Linked DNA regions of Anser cygnoides: region 1 is linked to region 2. Evidence: chromatin contacts called from public Hi-C data. All regions are on one chromosome and are shown on one strand. Each heading gives the region's core, a stretch centred on a gene start, on an enhancer-like site or on the middle of the called end of the contact. The rest is flanking DNA. Distances are from core to core; before and after follow the strand shown. Region 1 holds the start of NSMCE4A (NSE4 homolog A, SMC5-SMC6 complex component). Region 2 holds the start of HTRA1 (HtrA serine peptidase 1).

Evidence for each region. Hi-C and Micro-C count contacts between places; a contact is called where the count stands out from the background.
Region 1: a Hi-C map of liver shows a contact between it and region 2, with 2.7 times the contacts expected there. The contact joins the promoter of NSMCE4A here to the promoter of HTRA1 in region 2. A contact is called at or near these places in 3 of 7 Hi-C or Micro-C datasets (granulosa cells and liver).

The regions. Positions count from the first base shown.
Region 1 is chr7:5,150,410-5,157,272 of Taihu_goose_T2T_genome, forward strand. It overlaps NSMCE4A (NSE4 homolog A, SMC5-SMC6 complex component), which reads left to right and starts at 5,389. Exons shown (of 11, transcript XM_013185849.3): 1 at 5,389-5,856; 2 at 6,862-6,863. The coding sequence starts at 5,547.
Region 2 is chr7:4,933,461-4,940,481 of Taihu_goose_T2T_genome, forward strand. HTRA1 (HtrA serine peptidase 1) reads right to left here and starts at 2,840. Exons shown (of 10, transcript XM_067000489.1): 1 at 2,541-2,840; 2 at 2,293-2,539. The coding sequence starts at 2,780.

The sequences.
Region 1 (6,863 bases), core at 4,139-6,638, 220 kb after region 2:
GCAGGAATTCTCAGTTGCTGGATGAGAATAACACAAGATAGGTCCCGTACACTGTGTGCAGTCTGCTGTCATTGTTGTTGTTCGTACACAGGTTGCTTAAGGCAGTGAGACAAGTTCCATAATACACCAATGTAACTGGAATTTTCCCCTCTGGCTTTCACTCCGGGACTATAACTAAGTGTCAGGCTGTCTCTCCCACTTGACTAACTCAGTAAGTTAAGTTTGGGAAAACTATTCATGACTAACACACTTAACCACAGCATGGCTAAAAGTTATAGTTGCCTTAAGAAAAGCACTGCAAGCCTGCAAACACTCAAAGTCTGGGAATGCTGGTAGATTACCTGGCAGGAGGAGAGAAGGAAAAAGCAGAAGTCTCTTGCCACCGTGCCATTCTTCATCCCTTCGCCTGTGTTTAGTCTTCTCTCGCCCACACAGTCAGCAAGGAGGGAAAGCAGCTTGTCTTGTCTCACCACAGAGAAGATGGATCTTACAGCCCACTTGTTTGAATGCAGTGGTTGAAGAAAGAAAGCCCAGCAACAGGGTTAATTTTACTCCAAAGGGAGCAAGCCTTAACTATTTTACATAGAACTAGAAGAGCATTACGTCTGTGACCTTTGTGGAAAAAAAACCTGCCACTTCAGCATGGAGATGTCTTAACTCCCAAAGGAGGTGCCACTGAAAAAGGAAACCCATGGCAATCATCAAAATGACTTTTAAGCAGAGTAGATTTTCAGTTGCACTTCTGAAAAGTTCTCCCTTGGAATACATTATTTCAGAGAGGCAAAAACATATTCCGTTTTAACAGGTTAGGAGCTAGATGCCTTTAAATACATGTAATAAAAATATAATAAAATCAGCACAATATGTGAAGAAATGACTGCTGTGATAAGATAAAGCCTACTGCAGAAGTGCTTAGGTTTAATTTAACTGCTTGCATGGTGTTGGCAATGTCTAAAGGGTGATAACTGCCAGGGATTGCTATAAAGAAAAATGAATTCCTATGGGTTTTCTGGGAATACAGAAATTACTGGCATATTAAAAGTCCAAATAACTGACATGCAGTTATGCAGAATACCGTGGACACAGCTCTACAGAGTGCTAACTGGCTCTTTTTTTTTTTTTTTTTCTCCCTTCAAAAACCTGTTCTGCATTTGCTTTTAATTCCTTTGTTCCTCCATTAAAAATGTATTGGATGGACCACCAAGGCAGCAGCTGTCTGGCTATTCTCTGCTCTGATGCACCATTAATGTATGTATATGCTTCCTGCTCCTTGCAAAGATTTTTCTTTTTTTTTTTTTTCCTTTTTTTTATTTATTTATTTTTTTTCTTCTAAAATACATTGCTGTTTGAGTGCAGGGAAATAATGGAAGGTTTTGAGCATTTTTGCCTGTGCCAGGGTGACTCTCGCAGGTTGTCGTAGCAACACTGTGTCAGTGTGTCACTTAATGAAACATTCCAGATCGTTAAAAAGAAATCCTTAAACAGAAGGAGTTCCTGGTGCCCATAAGGGTCTGATCCTGCCCATTTTTTTCCCCCCAGCATCCCACCAGATTGGGTCCCACATGTTTTTCAGAGTTCTATTAATAATTGTTCCTCTGGAAATAACTTCTTAGGCTGGTACAACGTATACTGTGATGTGATGGGCTGTAACCTAATCCACTGTGCTGAAAGAATATCTGGTGCCAGATTTTTACCTCCCACGGGATTATCTGTAAATACGGAAAGAAAAGCTTCTGCAAAAACCAAGTATATAAACATACACTTCTACATAAAAGAAAATTCCCCTCATCTGTATTTGCTTGCAGAGCTGGCAGCTGACTGGCAAGTATCTCAGACGTTTTATTTCTGGTGTTTTCAATTAGTTTAGGACCCATTTCAGATTACCAGGATTATCTTTATGTCAGAAACAGCTGTCACTGTGCAACAGGTCCTATGTTGCAATGTTCTTAAATAATGAGTTTCTTACTTTGTCTCTTCATCCTGAACAGTAACATTTATTTTGCTGTATTCCAAGGGAAATGCAAAAAAGTTTATGCTTTAGTATCATATGCAGCACTCCCAGGCAGAGACTAAGCTGTCACGTTTTAAAATGTGTCTTTTTTTCCATTAAGTCTTGGAAATACCTGCAGGCAGACTGGGGATCTTTGCACCAGAAGACCGATCTTCTAGAACTGGGCAAATGATTAGATTTGTTACTAAATCTACTGGTGGTAGGTCCCAGAGTTTGTTGGCTCTAGATGAGTAGCTGCATGCTGGGCAGCTCCTGAGCTATCTGAGACACACAGTCATCACTACAGGTAATTAACTTTGCAGCACCATAAGAAATAACATTACTTCTCTGTAGTTGATGACAACAGAGACTGCCTATTGCTTGCTGAAATACAGCATCCATCTGAGCTGCTGTATCATGATATATACAAAACGTGCAGTGCTCAGAACTGGAAATCAGTTGAAGACTGTAGTTCAGTTCTACCTGCTGCGATGGCCCCGTGTCACTCTTTAGCCATGAGACAACACTCTGAGGTTTGTGCTGCCTGACACTTCCACTCCTGAAATGCTGTCTTCTTGCAAAAGAATGAAGTTATACCTTTCTGCTCAGTGCTCCCAGATTCCATTTCTCTAGATGGCCCAAGAGGAGACGATACGTGATTACGCTGTCTGAAACCACCAGTCCATAGTCTGCAACAAGATCATGGGGTAGGAATTAAGAGTAGCATCCACCTTCTGTCTCACACATAGCTGCGTAGCATGTGCTGTGACAGACTGGTCCGCATGGAGAACAGCAGTAGGCTTCTCCTCTCCTCCTACCAGTCCCAAGTGACATATGTAGTTTCAGTGAAAGACGTTTTTGTGATGAAACTGAAAACTGATTTCACATTACACTCCACTGATCCACGCAGAGAGGTCTTTCTTCCCATGTAAATACAAGCTGCTGAAGGAATGTGATGGTAATTGTTGAAATCATTTTATAGTGCGCAATATTCTTGTTAAAAGTGAATTTGTATGCTGTGCAGTATTTGTTGTGCTATTCTGCTTTTTAGTGTTTAATTTTTGGTTAATGTGGGTTGCTTCTTTTAGAACACTTTGCCATTTTATTGTATATTTGAGACAAAGAACAGTCTGTGGGATATTTTGCTCTTGTACCCAGTCAGTAAAAGGCCCTGCTTGTCTAAGCACCATGAAAGGTCAAACGTGGATTTCAAGAAAGCAAGCATCATCTTCAGAAACAAGATTAGCGTTTGTATGAGACTTGATACAACCCAATTTCTTCAGCAAGGCACTGAACCCTCCACCTTGTACTGAACCTTTCAGTGTGCCTCGCACCTACCTCAGCATTTTGCATTTTGCCCTGCATTTCAAAGTCCTTGGATTAGGGAATATTTCTTACTATTTGTTTGTGTATTGCACTGTACAATGGGCCCCAGTCTTGTCTGGATCCTCTCGTGAGACTTTTTGTGTTAGGGTCTAAAAGCATATTGATCATAATCAACTTGAGGCATAAATTTGACAGCATGCTACTAGTCACACAAAGAATAGAAAATTGTTTAATAGTCCGAACTATAATTCGACCTTTTTGCATTGAAAAACAAAACAGTGTAAACATATATTTTGAAAGATATCTTCTGCATATTTTGCAGTCTGTAGTCCAGCAGAAGTAGTGATTTGGGGAACACAAGGTAGATCCGTGGCTCTACATTAAATCAGTCTCATCTATAAAGATGTTTTAGAATGCTTGCTAAAAATACTCTAACAAAACTCCATGATGATTAGAGCAACACAATAGTATTAATCACATAATGAAGTACTGTGAAATCTGTTTATATTTTGTAGGATTAATTTGAACTTCTAAGCAGAGAAAACTACAAATAAATTCCTAGGTTCCTTGCAAAGAAAAGGCATATGCTTACACTTAACGAAATTCTTAAAAGTCAACTTCTAATGTTCAGTGTTTTTACTCTAACCATGTATTATAATAATACTCTTCCAATTTGGAATTTCTGTGTCAAATTACATAGGGTAAGCATTTTAAAAAGACAAAATATTGTGGCATATGTTGCCTTTGAAACAATGTTTTTGGTTAAAGTCACCCTTTATGTTAGCTTTTTTGGAGTCAATGGATTCACACAAGGGATTTATTTTGATGGGCAATCCAGTTGCGTGGATCAGCACAGTTCCTGAACAACCGATATTTATGCAACAGTTTTGCTGGTTATGGTGAAGTATGAGAAAATAGTGCCCATTCGTTAGCCCAGTGCTCCCAAGTGGAAGCCAGATCCAGCATTACACTAAGCTCAACTCTAATGATGCTGGTACAGGGAGAAGAATATAACGAGAGAGGTGAAATTATATATTTTAATATGGGTTTGGTCTGTCATATAAACTGCTCATCATTAAATTAAAATTTTAATATAGCTGAATTTTCTAGACTTGTAATGCTTGGTTTTGGATCATTTAAAAATACAGACGGTATTATTTCTTCCAGCCTGGTAAATTAATAACACACATCCTCACATCTAACTTTGGTGTCTTTTGTATAAACAATGCTACTGCTCCTGATTAACTAGCTTACCAGCCTGCTCCACTTCAGAGCATACATTTGTTAACGTACGTGTAATACAATGTATTTGTATTTGTTAATGTATGTGTAATATAATGTATGAGCACAGACCCTTACTTAACGAGTAATTAATCTATGTGTATTATATTGGTCTATTCTCCCAAATGCCTGGTGATAGGACGAGGGGGAATGGGCTAAAGTTGCGCCAGGGGAGGTTTAGGTTGGATATTGGGAAGAACTTCTTTACCGAAAGGGTTGTTAGGCATTGGAATGGGCTGCCCAGGGAAGTGGTTCAGTCACCATCCCTGGAGGTCTTTAAAAGATATTTAGATGTAGCCCTTAGTGATCTGGTTTAGTAGAGGACTTGTTAGTGTTAGGTCAGAGGTTGGACTAGGCGATCTTGGAGGTCTCTTCCAACCTAGATGACTCTGTGATTCTGTGATACGTATAATGGAGATGCCCAGTCAGATGCCTGATCCCTTTGGCCGCAATTTTTACCTCACCTGCCCCTCAGATGTCAGAGAAGCTCGAAGGCAGATGAGCAATCTGGCGGTATTTACCACGGATTCCCACCCGTTTGGTGTTTACCACGGATTTATTTACCACAGCTTCCCACCCCTAACCCCAGTGACAGCTCGGAGCCCTCCCGCCGAGCTGAGGGGCAGGTGCGGGCCTCTCCCAGCCGGCCGCGGAGCCGCCGCCATTCGCGGCTGCATCGCCGTGCGGGCGGCGCCCCCTGCCGGGGCCGTGCCGGCCATAGCGGCCCTGCTCCCGCTCCGTCAGCGAACCAGCGAGGCTCGGCGAGGGGCGGGAAGCCGCCGCCGCCCGCCGCTCCCTCAGCTCGGGCCGCGGCCGCCATTTGCCGCCGCCGCCCGCGGCCCGGCCCCGCCCCGCCGCGGCGCCATCGCAGCCGGTCGCGGCGCCCCGGGGCTCGGCCCCTGCCGCCGCCGCCGCCGCCTCTCTCCTGGCCCCGGGGCAGCGAGCAGCGATGTCGGAGGCGGGCGGAAGCGGCGAGCCGCCCTCCCCGCGGTGTTCCGGCCCGGGCTCCAGCCGCCCCTCGCTGCCCCCCGGCTCCCGCAACGGTTCCGCGTCGCAGCGCAGGCAGCAGCGGCTCTCCGGCGGGCTCGGCCGCCCGCAGGCCGCCGGGGAAGACGACGACGAGGAGGAGGAGGAAGAGGAGGAGGAGGGGGAGGAAGGAGAAGGGCCGCGGGGGTCGGAGGGCCGCGAGGGCCGCGTGGACGAGCGCAGAAGGAGGATGATCCGCAACCAGTACCGGGAGCTGATCTGCAGCGTGCAGCGTGAGCGGGGGGCGAGCAGCGGGGCTGGGACCCCCCCCCGAGCCCTCTGGGCCCTGCCACAGGGCCTTGCGGAGAGCGCTGGGGCTTGTAACAGCTCTCGGGTGGGGGCTCCTGCCCAGACGGGAGGATGGGTTTCTGCTGCTTCCATGGGCATGGGTTACACGGCTGTCATCCGTGTGCATGGAGTTCCCGTTACGTCTGTTCTCTCAGTGAAGTGTGGCAGCGGGTGTTTGAGGAGGCGCTGCCGGGTTTAGCAGGATGTGGTGCTGGTTTCTGCAGGCTTGCCACACTTGTAGGGTTGTTCTGTAAGAGAATGCAGCGCAGTTTATGGATGGTGCACTGTGTTTATATAAGAAAAACAACAGCATTGTGACCATGCATTGAGCACGTTCTTAAAAGAATGTACGTAGCTGTTGAGAATTGGACATCTGAAAGCCTTGTTAAATCGTACTTGTGCCATTATACAATAAGTAGTCATTTTGCCCAGTGATCTTCAGAAATCACCAGGCATACATTTTTCCATTTGCTCTTCATTTGTTTTTTTCCCTGGAAGTCCCTGATTAATGCGAATGTGTAACATGAATGACACAAAGAAAACTACAGTGCCTGGTGGCTGCTGTGGCACAGGTGCAGATATTTAACTGGAACCAACAGGAGTTGGATCTACCGAGTTTTGAGCTTGTAATGAAATGAGTTTTGGAGTGGTGAAGTTGAATGCGCGTACCTAACACAACTTCAGTAGATGATACAGTTCTACGTAAATTCAGCCACGTGAATCATATTTCATTGAAGTAAATGGAAAATTACCCCTTCAAACCAATCTAATGCATTAGCATTAATAAGAACAGAGACTAAACATCTTGCAATGAATGTTTGACCATATTCCATATCTGTTATTTATAAAGGAATATGAACAAGACAGTTTTGAGTAAGGAGTAAGTATGTATTTTTTGATGCGTCCATACTTAAGTAATTTAGGATTTCATTTGTGTCCTTTCCACCTAGAA
Region 2 (7,021 bases), core at 1,590-4,089:
TCTCCTCGCCCTCTCCACAGCATGCCCTGTATTTGGACACAGGCACTGAGAATCACTAAGGGCAAAGAGAGGGGACTGTCACAGGTGGGAACTGAAAAAGACAACAGTTTTATTTCATGGAACACCCATTTTCTACTTGTCCAACTACTAATGCGGTGGGAAGCTTGCTTTCTCTACGTCCCCATTCTCTTGCTTCCCTTGGGTCACTGCACTGTATTCACTAGATTATTTATGAAGACATGTTACTGTGAACACAAAAACATTTCAACAAGGATAATCCATCTGCAGGTAGAAAAAGCACTCTTGAAAATGAACTCAAAATAAAATAAAAAAAATTAACAACTGTAAGGAGCCACATATTAGGCAATGGCTTTTCAAAGCAGCCCTTCATCTGCCTCCAGGGAATGCAGCTTTACAGCCTGCTCTCCATTTCTCTTTATTTTGGAGGTTTTCAGCCAACTCTCCATTTCTCTTTATTCTATGTCCTTTGCATATGAAAAAAGCTCTGTGTGCAGCACTGTTTGCTGTGTACTAGGGATAACCACGTGCTACTGGTTTGCTCTCTAGCACCTTCCTTTTGTCCCTGCTGATACAGAAAAGCAGCCCAGCTCCAACCAGAGGTGCATGGGGACAAAACGAAAGGCTGAAGGCACCCTGGTGGTCCTGCAAGAGCTCCTCTGCCAAGCAGAGCTCTGCACCGGGCCGATTCACCCGACAAGCTCTCTGCACAGCTTACAGCAGATGCACGTTGCTCTCCAGCTCAAACGCTGCGAGCATTCAGCGGAAAAGGCTGCAAGGCAACAATATTGGCTTCAGGAATTGAGAGCTGGAAAGAAAAAATAAATCACAAGGCATTATATTATGTTGCAGATCAGGAAACTGTAGTGTGAAAGCTTTGATTGTCTCCGTCACTAAATGCCAGCAATGTTCCACAGAACACAAGGCAGCTTTTAAACCGGGGGGGGGAAAACAGGGGTACAAAAAGGGACTGTACTGATACAAGAGTTTGATCTCTGAGGCAGGATCGGCGTTCTGCCCAAGCTCAGCACAAAGCTGCTATAAGACAGGATATTATTCTGCTGGAGAGGTGAGGGCTAAATACGGAGAAAAGATTACAGCTGTTTGTAAAGAAAGAAGTGCAGAAATGGTGCAGCCTGCATCCAGAGGATCAGTCCTCAGGGAAACAGCACTCACTAAAACACGACTGACTACCGCTTCAGAAATAAAGCCTTACTGCATGCTGTTTTTACATGTTACCCTCTGAATGTGTCGAGTGGCTTGAAACAAATGCAAAGCCTTAGCTTAAACTTTGATTTAAGCCAATGAGGGCTTGCAAGAAGACGCATCGCAAGGACCATCCCGTGCTTATCGACCTGTGCGTTTCTGCCTTGCTGTGTCACATCCTGCACGAATCGCTCCTAGAAATGAGGCCAAAGACTTGGCCGTGCTGCCCAGCTCGGCAGTCCCGCAGGCAGAGAGGCAGCTGCATAACACGGCCACGCGCCTTTGCCTGGTGCACCAGCGTTCGCCCCCTTAACCCATGCTACTGCGCGGTGCACTCAGCTGTGCCCAGTTCAACTACAATAACAACTAAATAACCATAAAGCCAAAGCAAAAGCACTCAACTTCTTACTATTCGTTATACTGTTACTCCTCAGTGGCCACTCCTGTCCTCCAAAAGCACTGCAAGCCAGCCTCCTGTGCTGTCACTGGTTTCCTCCTCCCTAGCAAACCCATTATTAATAAGCAGAGCGCATCTGCTAAGTTGGGCCAGGGCAGCCGGCTCTGCTCTGCTGTCACGGACACGTTGCGATCAGATTTTAGCAGCTTCTACACTCCTGGTTTTGTTCCCCGTGGCGTTACTTCGTGATGAAGTGCCTGGATGGGAGCGCGCTCCTGCATTTTGCCGAAGCGCGCTGAAGGCGCGCAGACCGGGATCCTCGCCACGCCGACCTCCCAAGTCCTGCAAGTAACTCCCCCGGCTGGAGCCCAGCATCCTCGAGCATCCCTTTATTTTGGGGTGGGTGGGAGGGGAGGTTTAAAGCTGGACGCGGCACCCTCTCCCCCCGATGCGTGGCAGGCTGCAAACCCATATTCTCGCTCTAGCTTCCCACTGGACCCGAGCTCCAGCGGCGAGCCAAGGCCAGTCCCTTCCCCGCAGGCTGCTGCCGCCCGGTGCGAGCCCCATCCTGGGGCGGCGGGGGGGCACCCTGGGGGCCCAGTCCCGACCCAGGGCCAGCACCCAGACCCCTCCGCCCCCCGGGGCACCGTCCCCCCCGCGCTCCCCCTTACCCTGCCCGCAGGCTCCGCGCTGGATGGCGATGACGGGCGGCTGGCGGAGCGCCTCGGCCCGGCGGCTGGCGGCCCGCAGCTGGCAGGGGCTGCCGTAGGTGAGCCCGTCGCTGCCGCACACGGGCTCGCTGCTGGAGCACACGCAGCGCCCGGCGGCCGCCCGCTTGCGGACGGTGCCCGAGGCGGGCACGCCGACCGCCACGACGCAGCGCAGCCCCTCTCCGCACGGCGGGCTGCCGCCGCCGACCGACCGGGGGGGCTCCGGGGACCCCGGGCCCGCCGCAGGGCTCGCCCTCCTCCGCTCCGCACACCCGGCAGCAGCCGCAGGCGTCGGGCACGGCGCCGCCGGGGCAGGAGGCGGGCAGCGGCGGGCAGCGCGACCGCTCGCAGCGCTCCGGGCAGGCGGCGGCGGGGGACGGCGGCGGCGGGGCCGAGGCGGCGGCGGGCAGCAGCGCCGCCAGCACCAGGCTCCAGGCCCACAGCGGCATCGCGGCGGAGGGGGAGGAGGAGGAGGAGGAGGGAAGGAGGGAGGCGGCGGCGGGGAAGGAGGCAGCGGGACGGCGGCGGAGCGGCGGCGGCCGCCTTTAAGCGGCGGGGCGGGGGCGGCGCGGCCGGCGGGGCGGGGCGGGCACGGGGGGAGACCCAGCCGCAACACCCCCCGGCGGGGGTTTTTTTCCGGTTTTTAGTGTTGTTGTTGTTTATTTACTTTATTTATTTACTTTGTCCTATTTATTTATTTTATTCTATTTACTTTAGGCTGTTTATTTACTTTATTCTATTTACTTTGTTTACTTTATCCTATTTATTTACTTTTTAATTTTACTACTCATTTTCATTTATTTAATATTTTTTCTCCCCACACACCCAGCCCACAGAGAATCCCAGAACCATTAAGGTTGTAAAAGCCCCCCAAGATCACTCTGGTCCGACCACCCCCTACCACCAATGTCACCACTGAGCCATGTCCCCAAGCACCACGTCCAACCTCTCCTTGAACACCCCCAGGGACGGTGACGCCACCACCTCCCTGGGCACCCCGTGCCAACGCCTGACTGCTCTTGCTGAGGAGAAATGTCTCCTCGTTTCCAACCTGAACCTCCCCTGGTGCAACTTGAGGCCGTTCCCTCTAGTCCTATCGCTAGTTACCTGTGAGAAGAGGCCGACCCCAGCTCCCCACACCTTCCTTTCAGGTGGCTGTAGAGAGCAATAAGGTCTCCGCTGAGCCACTGGAAAGTGAGCACAGCCCCACTGTTAACTAGGTGTTGACTGACCTTTTGAACAGGCTACCAATATGTAATCATCTAAGTGTATCTTTATCAGGTACCCGCCAACCAAGGACCTAGGGAACTTCACCAACCCTTAGGCCAAATGAAACGCTATTGAACTGAGCTGCTGCCAGTAAATGCGCAGTGCCAGCAACGGCATTAGTACAGAAAAATACAATGGCTTTTCTCCTGCAAACAGTGGAGCAACCAGCCACCGACGCCAGCGGAAGACACCATACCAAGTTCCAGGGAAAAAATCTTAACAAACTGACCACAAAAAGCACTAATGTACTTACTGGGATGCTTGGTTATCTAAAGGCAGAAAAGCATATCGACTCCAACATCCCCAGTCAAATCCCCTTACGGCTGCTGTTTTCCAGTAACTCCTATGCTGCGCAACAAGAGAGATTTCAGGAGAATTGTTTGGTTTCAGAAGTGACCAAAATTGTCATCTGGAACAGCTTGCAGCAAAACTTCCTCACTTGGGTTATTAGAATTGTTACAATGTTTAAAAAGTCTAAAGAAATTTCAAAAATACTTACAAATATTTTAAATGTATGCATATATGTGTGTATATATATATATGTATATTAGATATTTTGGTAAAATGTTCCCAACTTATTATTTATATATCCCTTGCTTATCAGCTACTTTTGATAAACTTCAGTTTTTGAAATAAAAACAAGACTTTAAGGGAAGATGAACAGTTACCAGCACAAAAACATTGGCAATACAAGTTGAGAAAAGACTGCATAAGCATAATCAAGACACTCAGCAAAGCCCAAGCAGGGAATTCCTACAGGCTGTCCCCACCCAGAAAGGCCATCTGCTTTCCTATCACATTGCCTCTGTCAGAGAACTTACAAGAGCTCTTTCAAGCCGCAGCAGCCTTATCTTGGCAGGGAGGAAAAAACTTTGCGCAGCGTGAAAGCTCCTTGTCCCGCCATCCTCTCTGCCTGGACACTCGTACCCCTCCAGCTAAACACCCCTGGGCAGGAACAGACCCCAAAGCACTTCAACCAGTGCCCAGCTGACAGAAACACACTCCAAATAATCATAAGTTAGTAAGTCAACACCCCAGTTCAAAACCCAAACAAAGCGAACGCCTCCTTACCTCAGGTGAGGGTAAATTGGTCAATGAAAGCATAAGTGTTCGCTTAACTCTTCAGCTTAGAAAGTTTACAAATCTTAACCCATATATTTAACTACTTCAAGAACTACTGCAAGTGTGAAGTGTTCTTGCACAGGAGTTTGAAACACCAGCTGTGTCTATTTCTTTTCCATGATGTCTGACTTTTCTCCACAGTTTGTGCCAGCGCTATCAGCTTCGAGCTCTTTTACAGACCATAATACACTAGCCAATATTTTTCCTTACATTAATAGCACAGAAATGTGAAGTACCTTTGTCGATGGGGAGCCAGGGAAGGGTTAAACACTGCACCAAAGGAACCAGAATCTGTCACAAAGTCCTGTGTGGAAAGCGCAAACTAGCAGTTTGCCTTCAAACAAGTGGGCCAGTACTGATAACTTTCAGCTCTCAAGCTTTTATTTTTATTTATTTTTATTTTTAAACCAGGGAAGGATGTGTACCGAGTATTAAAAACCTAGGTTTTTTATGTGAGTTTTACAGGCTTCACATGGATGCACACAGAATTGAAAGCAAACACCTCCCTTTCCAGAATAAGGGAGATACAACCCTAGGGGTTTAATATCTTAGCTAACTGACAAATTTCTTAATTACCCATCTGCATCCACCACCCAAAAGGCCCTATACACCTAGAAGTTGTTTCTCCCCCTTATTGTAACATTTTCACACAAAACAGCTTTCCAAAGCCAGGAGACATCTACCAATACTCAGAGGTGCTTTCACCTGGGAGACTTACAAGTAAAATGTTTCAACTCCTGCTTTTCAAATGGAACTCAATGGCAGGAGACTCCACCCCGAGAGATCAAATGCCATGAGATCCTCTAAAGGAGCACAGGCTTTGATCCTGCTGATAGGGATCCCCAATTTGCCCCCGACATCCCAGCCCAGCCCTCGTGGATCTCCTGCCCCACAGCAAAGCCAGTCCTGCAGGTGACAGTAAGCCTTATCTCACCTATTATGAAAGCAAGTTTTCCTCAACGCCCATGAAGATACTCCCGTGATAACCAAACTGCACCATTTACTGACTTTGAAAGCTCGGTTTTGGGAAGAGCAAAGCTCCTCAGGGCAGAGCTGCTACCTGGGGGCAGCCTGTAGGAAGGAGGGAACACAAGGCAGCAGCACTTGCAGCAGGATTCCTACGCTGCTCCTGCAAGGGGGGCAAGGAGGTGGCTGTGGAGTCAGCATCTGGGAACAAGGGAAGGGGTGGGAAGGAAGAAGAGGTTAAGGGATGAGAAAGTGCACGTGGCAGGGGTTAAGGCTACAGCAGGACAGAAGGGTCCCAGCCAGGACTCTACAGACGCGCTGTTACCACTGCCTATCTGCTACAGACACGACTTGGGCTTCCTGATGGCTCAGTTAGCAGGAGAATGGTGGCCGTGGGAATGCAGTGCGACAGAGTGGTTTAAATTCTTAAAAGATGGGTTCACCTTGCATAGAGATATGCAGAATGACAGTGCTGTTAGATGTTTTAAATGCAAAGCCCTAAATTAAAATGTCAAAGGTGCCACTTTGAAGGGCAATACGCTACTGCTACACCATTAATTACCTTTACAAACGAGCAATAGTTCCTTTTTTCCCTTTTCCCTTCCCCCCAAGAAAGTCTGCACGGAAAATCTGAAGTAGAAAACCAAGGTGGACATGTAGGCCATGATTTGGTTACGGAGCTGGACTCACACTTCACTTTTCCAGAAAGCAACCTTCATTGCTTCAGTGGAACACCCCAGGAGAGCTCCAGCAGCTCGCTGGCTCAGGGCATCAATGGTTGCATAGATTGTGCTCCAAGATACAGATGGAAATTAAAACATTCAGCACATCTGAAAAACTGAAAACTATCCGTAACGCAGAGCAATTAAGACGATCTTTTAAATTTTGTTTATGCTTTTAATCTAAAAATTCCCCAAGTTCCCTTTCTTTCATCCCTCTCCTCAGCCTCAAACGAAAAATAGTTGATCTGGCTAAGAACAGTAATATTTGTCCCACAGCTTCGGAGTGAACTTTTTGGTGCTGATTTCTATATCCCTTACAACGTTGACTTCCTATGAAGCCTAAAATATTAGCATTTGTGTATCAACATATTCCATTAATACAGTCACTTTTTATGAGGGAAGATTCTCTGTGATGCAGCATCTATTTTTAACTTTTGTACCAATTTTTTTTTTTACTGCCCAAACTACCTCAGAATACAATCATAAAAATTCAAAGTTTTAAAAACCAAAAAGAGTAAAACTGATTAAAACAGCAGCTCAGTAAGGAGAAAGAAGGAAGCTCCAAACTGGCCAGGCCTCGGCCCTCCGCCTGCAGCCCCGACTACCCCGGC